3 separate regions of the Mus musculus genome follow, and all the other regions are linked to region 2. The links are chromatin contacts, called in public Hi-C and HiChIP or PLAC-seq maps. All regions are on one chromosome and are shown on one strand. The core of a region is the stretch at or near the end of the contact, and the rest is flanking DNA. Distances in the headings are between cores, read along the strand shown. Region 1 overlaps Galnt2 (polypeptide N-acetylgalactosaminyltransferase 2). Region 2 has its middle 14 kb from the start of Gm42054. Region 3 has its middle 18 kb from the start of Gm30005.

What was found. A called contact is a pair of places that touch in the nucleus more often than the background predicts. HiChIP or PLAC-seq counts read pairs in DNA pulled down with a chosen protein or histone mark.
Region 1: a Hi-C map of uterus shows a contact between it and region 2, with 2.1 times the contacts expected there. The contact joins two enhancer-like sites. A contact is called at or near these places in 1 of 39 promoter capture datasets (hippocampal neurons), 4 of 484 Hi-C or Micro-C datasets (embryonic ectoderm, muscle stem cells, nephron progenitors and 1 more) and 5 of 115 datasets of contacts at active chromatin or transcription factors (cardiomyocytes, double positive thymocytes, embryonic stem cells and 2 more).
Region 3: a contact with region 2 is called in an H3K27ac HiChIP or PLAC-seq map of heart atrium, with 4 times the contacts expected there. The contact joins two enhancer-like sites. A contact is called at or near these places in 3 of 484 Hi-C or Micro-C datasets (the HPC-7 cell line, erythroid progenitors and nephron progenitors), 4 of 115 datasets of contacts at active chromatin or transcription factors (embryonic basal ganglia, embryonic stem cells, heart atrium and 1 more) and 2 of 9 other capture datasets (adipose tissue and liver).

The regions. Positions count from the first base shown.
Region 1 is chr8:124,255,907-124,259,320 of GRCm38.p6, reverse strand. All of the region lies in intron 1 of Galnt2 (polypeptide N-acetylgalactosaminyltransferase 2), which reads right to left. Among named protein-coding and RNA genes, the nearest start is that of Galnt2, 26 kb to the right of the region's middle. Within about 2 kb of position 1,785, at least 114 of the 459 cell types and tissues checked have an H3K27ac peak or open chromatin away from gene starts, as enhancers often do. A contact at or near this core is called in heart atrium and uterus, where this site is marked.
Region 2 is chr8:124,181,353-124,184,523 of GRCm38.p6, reverse strand. No RefSeq gene overlaps it. Among named protein-coding and RNA genes, the nearest start is that of Gm42054, 14 kb to the left of the region's middle. Within about 2 kb of position 1,918, at least 60 of the 459 cell types and tissues checked have an H3K27ac peak or open chromatin away from gene starts, as enhancers often do. A contact at or near this core is called in heart atrium and uterus, where this site is marked.
Region 3 is chr8:124,104,752-124,108,023 of GRCm38.p6, reverse strand. No RefSeq gene overlaps it. Among named protein-coding and RNA genes, the nearest start is that of Gm30005, 18 kb to the right of the region's middle. Within about 2 kb of position 1,488, at least 7 of the 459 cell types and tissues checked have an H3K27ac peak or open chromatin away from gene starts, as enhancers often do. A contact at or near this core is called in heart atrium, where this site is marked.

The DNA of each region.
Region 1 (3,414 bases), core at 536-3,035, 75 kb before region 2:
TTGGAGGGCGTGGCTTGGGGCTGCAGGGGTGACTCAGAGGTTGAGGACACTGCTGCTCTCACTCACAGAGGTTGGAGTTCAGTTCCCAGCACCCATGTTGTATGGCTCGAAGCCATCTTCAACTCCAGGGGATCCAATGCCCTTTGGTGGCATCTTTGGGCACCCATACACATATGCACTTACACATACTCATAGGTGTATAACAAGTCATATGTCCTTTGCATGTTCTAGGCAGGTTACCAGGGATTAGCCTTGGGCCATCTCCTCTCACGGACAGCCAGTCTGGCCTGCTTAGTGTGTTCCAGGCCAGTGATAGATTGTGCTCCCCCACCACCACCATTACAACCCCACCCCCACACACACCCAAAAATAGAAAAGAGGAGTGACTGGCACCAGAGAAACAACCTGAGGTTGTCCACACACGTGCACATACACACCAACATGCACAAATCAACATGCACAAACAAAAGACACACGTCCTGGGCTGTCTTCTTCTGGAGTTCTTTCAGTGTCTGACTGGAACTACTCTTTCAGAACCATCCCTGCTACCTCCTGGGGTAACTGACTTCACAGAGTTCGGCTGAGTTCCTGTGACACAGCCTGACACAGCCTTCCATACGGATGGATCTTGGTGCAGCACACCATTCTCCGGCAAGCTGGGGGGCTCTGCCATGGAGTCTATCTCAACACTACGCTAGCCTAGCACGCCTCACAGAGTAACATTCACCTTTGTGCCTGCACAAATACAGGGACCCAGAAGACAACACAGAAACCCAAGCTGAGCTCCTGGCATGACCACCCCTAAAACGTAGCCTCGCCCTACCACCCCCAAGCGACTGCCACATTCTGCTTCTGTCTTCTCCAACCCTGTACTGCCTCAGGTCTAACGAACACCCGGCTGTGACAACTGCTGGCTTAGTAAATAAGAAACAAACAAACAAAATAAATAAATAAACAAACCTCCTCCAAAAGCTCTGTGCTGTAAGCAGAGTGGAAACTCCTCTTATCCCTGGCAGTGTGGAAGTTCAGTGCTGTGCTTCTCCTTTTTTTAATGAATGGCACACGTGTACATGTGTACACGTACACACACACCCCCCTACCTGTCAATGGCATTCACCTGTGCCCTCCAGACACCATGTCTGTTCACACTCTAGGAAGAGTCTCCCCTGGCTGCCAACCAAGCAAGGCACCGCCCTGTAGACCTAAGACTTCATACCTCAGCACCACCATTCTGAAGGGGCACAACGTCCTGCAGAGAGGGTCCGAAGAACCCAGGCCTTACCCTGCTGCGGGGGCTGCTTCCTCCTCTAGTCCCAGGCCTCAGCAGAACCCCCCGGTACTACCGGACCATGGGAACTATGGGCTAACAACATTGCCCAGTTAGTACTGCTACCAGAATTGAATGAGAGGCTATGCAGGATGGACTCGCTAGAAGCATCCAGACTGGACACCACTCCAGCCCCACCGAGGGGAACATGGCGGGCTCATTCCTCACTGCGGCACAGCCACGCTGCCCTGCAGCATGACTCCTGAGGGTCAGCAGAGCCAGTTAAGAGCAGCTTTATGACCCCACAGCCCCAGGCAGTGAGACAAGCAGTCCCAGGGCAGTAGTACTTTTGCTCCCGTCCACCACGCAGCAGGTGCCCTGGCATTATTCATCATCGCTGATGTGTGCTTCTGTGCCTTGTACAAGTGAAATGAACGGTACCTGCTGCTTCACTGGGGACCAGAGCAAAACAAAACAAAAAGCTCCAAACCCAGCGCCTCGGGCAGCTGGATTTCCAGGCGATATGCCAAGCCACTGTCAGTTCCGGCACACTCCAGGACCCAGAGCCTCGGGTTCACAGAGACACGAAGCTCAAAGGCAGGCAGCCTGCCCAGTGTTCCCACCCAGCTCTTTTTCTCACTGAAACCCTCCCACAGTCACAGGTTGCCTCCACAGACCTGCCCACCTTATAAGGGACTTGACATGGCATCCAGAGACATATGGCCTGAGAAGAAATTGTAAGTCAACATCCAGGAAGCCATGGGCAAACCCTGGAAATGACACCTCGCAGAGTGAGCAACCAACTGTGTGCAGAGGTAACAAGCAGCTATCGCACGAGCTTTTGAGAAGGCAGGCCGCAAGAGCAGGCTGAAAAAGGGAAAAATCCTTATTGTACTCACTACGCTACGGAGGCCTGGGAATTAGGAGGCATAGGGGTACGCACATCTGCTGACTCCTCTGTGGGATCACAGCCCAGTGTGTACAGAACACATGATCAAGTTTGTAGTCAGCCAGATGCTGGCCCCTCAGGGAGCTGATGAGACACTAGCTGGGTGCTTTTCACTAGAGGGCTGTCACTCTTCCTCTCAGGCTGCTGACAGGATGGAGTGGAAATGGGAGGAAACCCTGCGGGGTTTACTGGGCCTCCAGCGCAATGGCTGTAGGGCGGGCAGCCACTGAGAGAGGCATCATGATTTCAGATTTCCAAGGTGCTAAAATGTAGGGTGGAGAGTACTCCTCCACCCTACAATCTCTGAAAGACCCAACAGGAACCCCGGGGCAGCCCAGAACTCGAGCTCTGTTCTTGCCTGGGGCGTGTCAACGCCAGCAAGGGCTCAGTAAGAGGTATACAGTGCTCTGACAGACTCCCCTAATTCATCCCCAGGACATGGCTGACCCCACAGAGACTTGCTGAGCTGCTATGGATGAGTCTGGAGAACCTCTCACTTGAAGCTACTGGGATGACACAGTACCCTTCCAGAAGGGACCACAGAGGCCACTGCTTCCTGCAGGTCCCCCATCACCTATCCTACTGAAGATGCCCCCCAACCCCCACCACCCAAGGCATCAGAGTGCCATGTGTGAAAAGCCAGGTCACTAAACAGGCAAACGCTAAACAGCCAAAAGCACTGGGGCTGCCGTTCCCCCCCCCCCCACTAGCCACGGGACACACCTCAGGAAGGAACACTGAGCAGAGGAGTCAGCAGATGGTGTAGCCTTGAACCCACCAGCATACGATGCACCTCTGTGGTTCATCTTCCAAGTATGCAAACCTATACTTGAAACAGGGGGACTAAAAGGGACCCTGGGTTTAGTGTCTCTGGCTGAGTGCCATCAAGAGTAGCCCTACAGAGGGCAGTGGTTGCAGGCCACAGACTGCATACAACACAACCCCTAACACATCTAGGGACCAGATGAGGAGAAAGCCTGGAGTCTACAGAAAATGCAGGTGGGCCCCTGTGAACGCGAGTCTACACTCCAGGGGTTCAGAAACCTACTAAGAAAAGCCAACAACGGAGCAGGTGGCTGCACACACAGTCCTGACCGTCCGTCTCCCTCTCCTGACCCTCTCTGCACATCACACTTTGCACCTGAAGAGGGAGGGAGGTGTGTCAAGATGTCACTATCCTGGGGCACAGAGAGGGTTA
Region 2 (3,171 bases), core at 669-3,168:
ACAGGGCCACACTGTGATAGAAAAGGCCATCCACTTGGGACCCCCCAGAGGAGGCTGGGCAAGGTGTTGAGGGCAAGAGTGAGGTGGTAATTCATAAATGAAAAGAGGCAGGGCTCTCTGGAGACTTGGAGCTGGCTAAAAAAGGAGGCTGTTTGAAAACCTGGAATCACTGAGGGGGTGGGGGGGAGGCAGCCTGGAGTCTTCAGTGACAGCAGCTAGTGCTGATGGGGAATGAAAACAGAGACTGAGAGAGCCAGGATGCTAAGCAGCTGCGTCACCACCCTCAGGGGAGCAGCCAAGAACTGTTCTAGAAACCCTTTCTGTGGCAGACTTAACAATCCAGCCTCTCTACCTCCGGAGACCCAGGAGATGCAAAACACTGCTCACATTTCCCCCCAAAGCCAAGCATGGTAGCATACTCCATTACTCCGGCACCTTTGAGACTGAAGTAAGAAGACTGTTGTGAGTTCTGGGCCAGTCTGGATTACTCAGGAAGGAGACAGACAGATAGAGACAGAGACACACAGAGGGAGACACACACAGAGAGACAGAGACAGAGACAGGCAGAGAGGGAACTGGGCATGTAGCTCAGTTAATAGAGTGCTTGCCTACCCTATCATGCCCAAAGGACCACATAATAAAACTACATATGGTGATACTCCTGTCATTCCAGCACTTGGGAGGTAGAAACAGGCAGATCAAGAGATTCAAGATTAGTCGGGCGGTGGTGGCTCACGCCTTTAATCCCAGCACTCAGGAGGCAGAGACAGGCGGATTTCTGAGTTCGAGGCCAGCCTGGTCTTCAGAGTGAGTTCCAGGACAGCCAGGGCTACATAGAGAAACCCTGTCTCGAAAAACCAAAAAAAAAAAAAAAAAAAAAAAAATTCAAGATCATCCTTAACTGTATGACAGTCCTAATTTGAACTAGGCTACATCATGAGACCTTGTTTCAAAATAATAATAATAATAATAATAATAATAATAATAATAATAAATTATGTTATTATTTGGACCTTTCTATCTCCCGGTGTACTTTGCTTCTCTTGGCTTCACACTCCAGGAACTCATATCAGGTCATGCTTCCTCAGCCCTCTGCAGCCGTAATGGGGCTTCCAAAAGATGAAGAAGCCCTAGCCTGTTCCTTGCCTGTGGCCAGAATAAGTTCAGGGCCGAACTCAGCAGGTGAACATCGTGATGCTGAGAACAACCTAAGGGAGAAGACTGAGACACAAGAAAGACAGCGTGGCTGGTGTCCTGGGGTGTAGCAGAAGGCCACACTCACTGCCACTGAGCCAGAGCATTTGCAAGAAGGCAGCTCCTGGTACTCTAAGAGTCCTGATTGGAACGGATCACTTCTTAGCGATGCCTGAAGCTCACCGGCTCATCGACTTGCTATGGGCAGTTCCAAGAGCCCACTGAACCTCTGTGTGTCTTTATAAAGGCATATTCTCTCTGAGGCCAAGCTGTAGAATGCTCATCCATTTTCTCTGAAAGCCATGCTGAGTCCCTTCCATCTTTACATTCCTACCTTGCAGATTACACAAGCTGTAAAGCGTCAGCGTCTATGAGACTTGAAGGTTACCTGTGTCGCTGCTGAGTTAGAGCAGAGGCAAGCTTGGCCAGGAAGGCCTCAGGGAGCTGGCAGTCACCACTGCTCCATTGAGGAAGATCTGCAGAGAAGAAAGAGCTTGCAAGGAGATGGCGTTCTGAGTGCCTTGGTGTCTATGCTTACACCCAAAGTGACAGATCTTCGAGTAGCCGCTTGAGGCTGGGAAGATGGACAGAGTGACTGTCAGCTGCATGAGGCGGTCACGGAGTCACAGAAACCAAGTGAGCCACAAATCTTTACCCAACGCTGTATGAAAGGCCTGTGCTGTTCTCAGAAGAATACACAGGCAAGCTTGTGAGGTCTAGCCGCTGCCTGTAGGAGCTCATGCTGCCAAAGGACACATTGCATACTCAGCCCACGTGGGGTGGCAAGTGACAAATACTCGTGCCTGTCACCACCATCTCTGTCTCCCTTGCTCTCTGATGCCCTTACCATGCTTCAGTCACGCTCAGGCCTAGAGTTCTCGAGGACGGACAAGGAATGTGTAAACAGCCCTCTCGGGCTCCCTTCCAATCAGTGTACATCATTTCGTAAAGCCCTTGAAATGTCTGGCTCAGAATCCACACTTAGCAAGGGAGGTCTGAATGAGCCCATGGGTGGGAGGCAGACGGCGACTTGAGTAATGCCAGTGTCACATGAGAGCCGGATGACAGCGTCTCTGAGGACACAGAAATCATGATGATAGTGGCGTAGGCAGGTCAGAGAAAACCTCTGCAAGCAATCTTGCCAGAGCCCCAGTCTGCGGGGGGGGGGGGGGCGGGGGGGGGTTGCAGGGGAAGATGCCAGAGTTGGGTAAAAAGGCATGGAGTGTGACTGAGCTGAGGCATGGTGGTGGGCGAGCCTGGGCTAAAATCCAGCTCAGGCTCTATACTCTGGGTTGCCAGAAGGGACACATGGAAGTTTCTCTGCTTGCAGCCTCTTGTGGGCAGGGATCAAGGGCAGGAGGGAGAGGTATGCCTGGCTGTAGAACACACTAAATAAGCAAATGGCGTCTCCCTACTGTCCTCTACACAAAGCTTCTTCATTGCCAAACCCAGGCGGGGCCCATCAGTCCAAGCTAAAACTACTACAAAGCCCATGACGCTCTCCTACACGGAGGGAGAGGCTCTGGCAAAGTGCCCCTGTGTGTTTTGTAAATAGACAGTAGTTTTATATTCCTTTTCTTGATGTGGACTTTTAAAACCATATCAGCTTTAACCCCGAACTCCTGTCCATACCTGGATGTGCAGTGAACTGTGTGCAGGGATCAGATCTTTGTCAGCTTGGTGCTCATCACCCCTCCCCTCCTGGTGGTCAGCTTCAAACTGAGCTCCTGCCTGATCTCCTCCAGAAGCCATGAGCCACACAGATGTCCCTATAGATCCATGTACACCACACTCTGAGTCTCTCAGCTCCTGCAGGTTGCGGATGAGGAGGGGTGGGAAGGAACGAGTGGGTCCGTTTGTAAAGGCAAATGAGGTAGAGCACGGAACTACAGGGGTGGCTATCTTGTCCTTGCAAGGAGGAGGGCTGTTTAAGGTAGACCTCCCCAGTCAAAGGACATTTGTAGCTTAGAAACTAAA
Region 3 (3,272 bases), core at 239-2,738, 76 kb after region 2:
CAGACTGGCCTTGAACTATCTACGTAGCCAAAAATGACCTTTAACTTCTGATCTTCCTCCTCTACCTCCTGAGTCCTAGGATCTAGAGCATGTGCCACCGTGCCTGGCTAATTTGTTACTGAGGTTCAAACCCAGGGTGCTAAACAAAGCACCCTACCAACTGAGCTATATCACCAGGCCCATATCTTCAAGTCAGTCCTCACAGATGGCACAGAGCTAGAAACACACAGGTTCTTAGCTCGCTAAACAAGGAGACCACAGTGCAGAAAGCTCTCAAGGCCAAGAAGCTATTTGACACTTGGTAGGCTGCTGAGGTCTCCTCCTCCACCCAATAGTATAGGACCACAAAGCTTGTGACTGCTAGCAAGCAAAGAGAGGCCACAGTGGAGCTGGGTAGGATGGCGCCCAACCTGGGCCACCATGAGTCCAACAATGGAGCTCTTCTGTGACCTTGCTCCTGGTGACTCCATGCTGTTTCCAAGCCTCTAAAGAGAGCTCACATCGACCATGCCACATCGTCAGGAAGCCTTAGGCACTACTCCCGCTCCTGAATCCAGTGATATGTTCCACAGGAGAACGGTGGGGAACAGAGTATTAAACAGATTCATCTCGGAGAGGTCCGGGCTGCTTGGTGATGCTCGCTGGTAGCCAGGCCTGGGAGGCTCTTTTCTTTGGAGCACAAGCATTTGGAGCCAGTGGAGAGATTCCCCTCTTGGGTTCCCGAAGCTTCAGTTTGCCAGAGATTACTTGATATTTCACTAAAGTTGGGAAAGATTTCCAAGCCCAAAATAAAGGCAAGTACAGTCAATGCTAAGCAAGTCCAACATTTTGACATTATAACACATCTTCATCTACAAAGATCACATTTGAGAATTATCCAATTTACAAGGAAATCAGGGGGAAAAAAACCTGTCATAATGTCTTAAATAAGTTTACGGTTTAACGCTGTGCCGTGCTCATAGCATTTCACCACACGTCTCCAGCATGCCAAGGGAGATTTTAGCTTCCAACCAAAGTCACAGGGGCAAGCCAGTCATCTCCCTTCAATGACAGTGTTGGGGACATAGCTCAGCTGGTGGAGTTCCTTTCCTAAAAAGGAACGCCTTTGACCTTCACAAGCATAGGTGGAGACAGACAGACAGACAGACACACACACACACACACACACACACACACACACACAGAGAGAGAGAGACAGAGAGACAGAGACAGAGGAAGTTTGGCAAAGAGACCAGTGGTCATTTGCAGCCAGGGGACGATCTCAGGATGAAACCCTCTCCAGCCTGAGGTGCATGAAGGTCAGACAGGCGTGTGGCTAGGCACAAGGCAGCTGTCTTCAGGGAGAAAGCATAGCCAGAAAGGTCAGGAGCCCAGAACTGGCTCACAAACCTGTTTACCCTTCTTTCCATCCTTTCTCCAGCCCCCATCCCAGCCTCCACCTCCTTCCCAAGCATGCCTGGCCCACAGCCACTCCAGACTGAGGCAATGCCCCCAGCTCACCAGACTGTGAGAAGCCACAGAATGTGTTTAAGGGTACCATGACAGTGCCTGCAGAGATCACACATGCTACTATCTTAGAGACAGGAAGGCAGAACTCTCTAACACACACACACACACACACACACTCACTCTCTCTCTCCCTCCCTCCCTCCCTTCCTCCCCCCAAAAGGGTGTCTGATTGTTTCCCTGTGTGCCTCTAGTCTATTTACACCTGTGTCCAATCTATGTTAAATGTGCTTATTAATAAGCACCAACTCTACTTCATGCCAGCTCATTCCAGCATTTTCTTCTGAGGCTCTCTGGGGACCTGGCTTTACTTGAGCGGAGGTCTCTGAATGCAGCCGTGAGTAGCATTGTGGAGCCATGTCTGCATCCCCACCGCCAGGGACAGAGGGGTGCCCTTGGGCTCTGGCAGGCTGTTCCACTTCACACCTTTTCCCTGAGGACAGTGTCAGGCTTGTCAAACTGGTCCCTGGGTCTTCCCAGCCTCACGTTCACACTCTTAGAAACATTTGTTAAGCATTTGCTTTGTCAAGAACTCAGATTGTGGTAGCGGGCCCCTGGGCCCTTCGATCTTAGTGTTTGTCCTCTGTCTCCTTTCTCCTGCCAGCCCTACCCTGTGTGTCCTGACTCCCATAGACTGAAAAACTGGCAAAGGCTATTGCAGCCTCTGCTGAGACTGTCTCATGGTCTGAGCAGGAAGCACAGACACCAGGGTTTCTATGGCTGTCAGTCTCTCCATCACAGACAGACTGTTCCTCCAGCCCATGAGACCACCAGGCAGCATGCATGTTTACATGCATGTATATGTATATGTGTGTGTATATGTATGGATATGGATAGATAGATAGATAGATAGATGGATAGATAGATAATAGGTAGATAGATAAGAGGTAGATAAATAATTGATAGGTAGATGATAGAGAGATAGTAGATAGATAGATAGATAGATAGATAGATAGATAGATAGATAGATGGATGATCAGTCATCCCAGGAACAGCCAGCTCGTGGTGGTTATCACACTGACTTGAAAAGAGAAATATTAAATGCAGGCATGGAGCTGGTAAAGAACGATTGCTTCTCTTCTCTCAGCGTTACTAGAGAAGAGCCTTTCCATGGCTCTCACATGATGTGAACCCCATTACTGTGAGCACCCCCCCAAGACACAAGTCTTCATTCCAGAGCTGCTACCAGAAGCTTCCTGTAAAGTGATTTCTAGCAGAATGTTATTTATGACGACAAATGAGAGACGTGGTCTGCTTTTCTGAGTGGGGCTGTGGATCGGAAGGCTGCAGGGTTCTGAGGTGATACCGTTTGGGAGTGTCAGATGGGGAAATAGCTCAAGCAATAAAATGCTTACCCTGTAAACATGAGGAGAGGACCTAAGATCCATCCCCAAAACCCACATAAAAGTTGGGTGTGGTGCACAATTTTAATCCCAGCACTGGGGAACTGGGGGCAAGAACATTCCTGGGACTTGCTGTCCTGTGAGTGACACTAGCCCATAAACCATGATAGATGGAAACTGAGGAGTGACACCCAAAGTTGACCTCTGGCCCCCACACTTGTGGGTATCCACACCAGCACATTTGTAGAAATATGGCCCTACAGAAAAATAATTACAATCTGATCTCATTATTAGGAGGTGGTAGAAGATGGGCAGTCACAGGGAGTTATTTTTGCAGAGGAGGCCTTGTTTCCTGGCTGCTATGAGACAAGCAGCTTACTCTGCCCTGATGCTCTGCCTCACCTTGGCCCAGAAACAACAGAT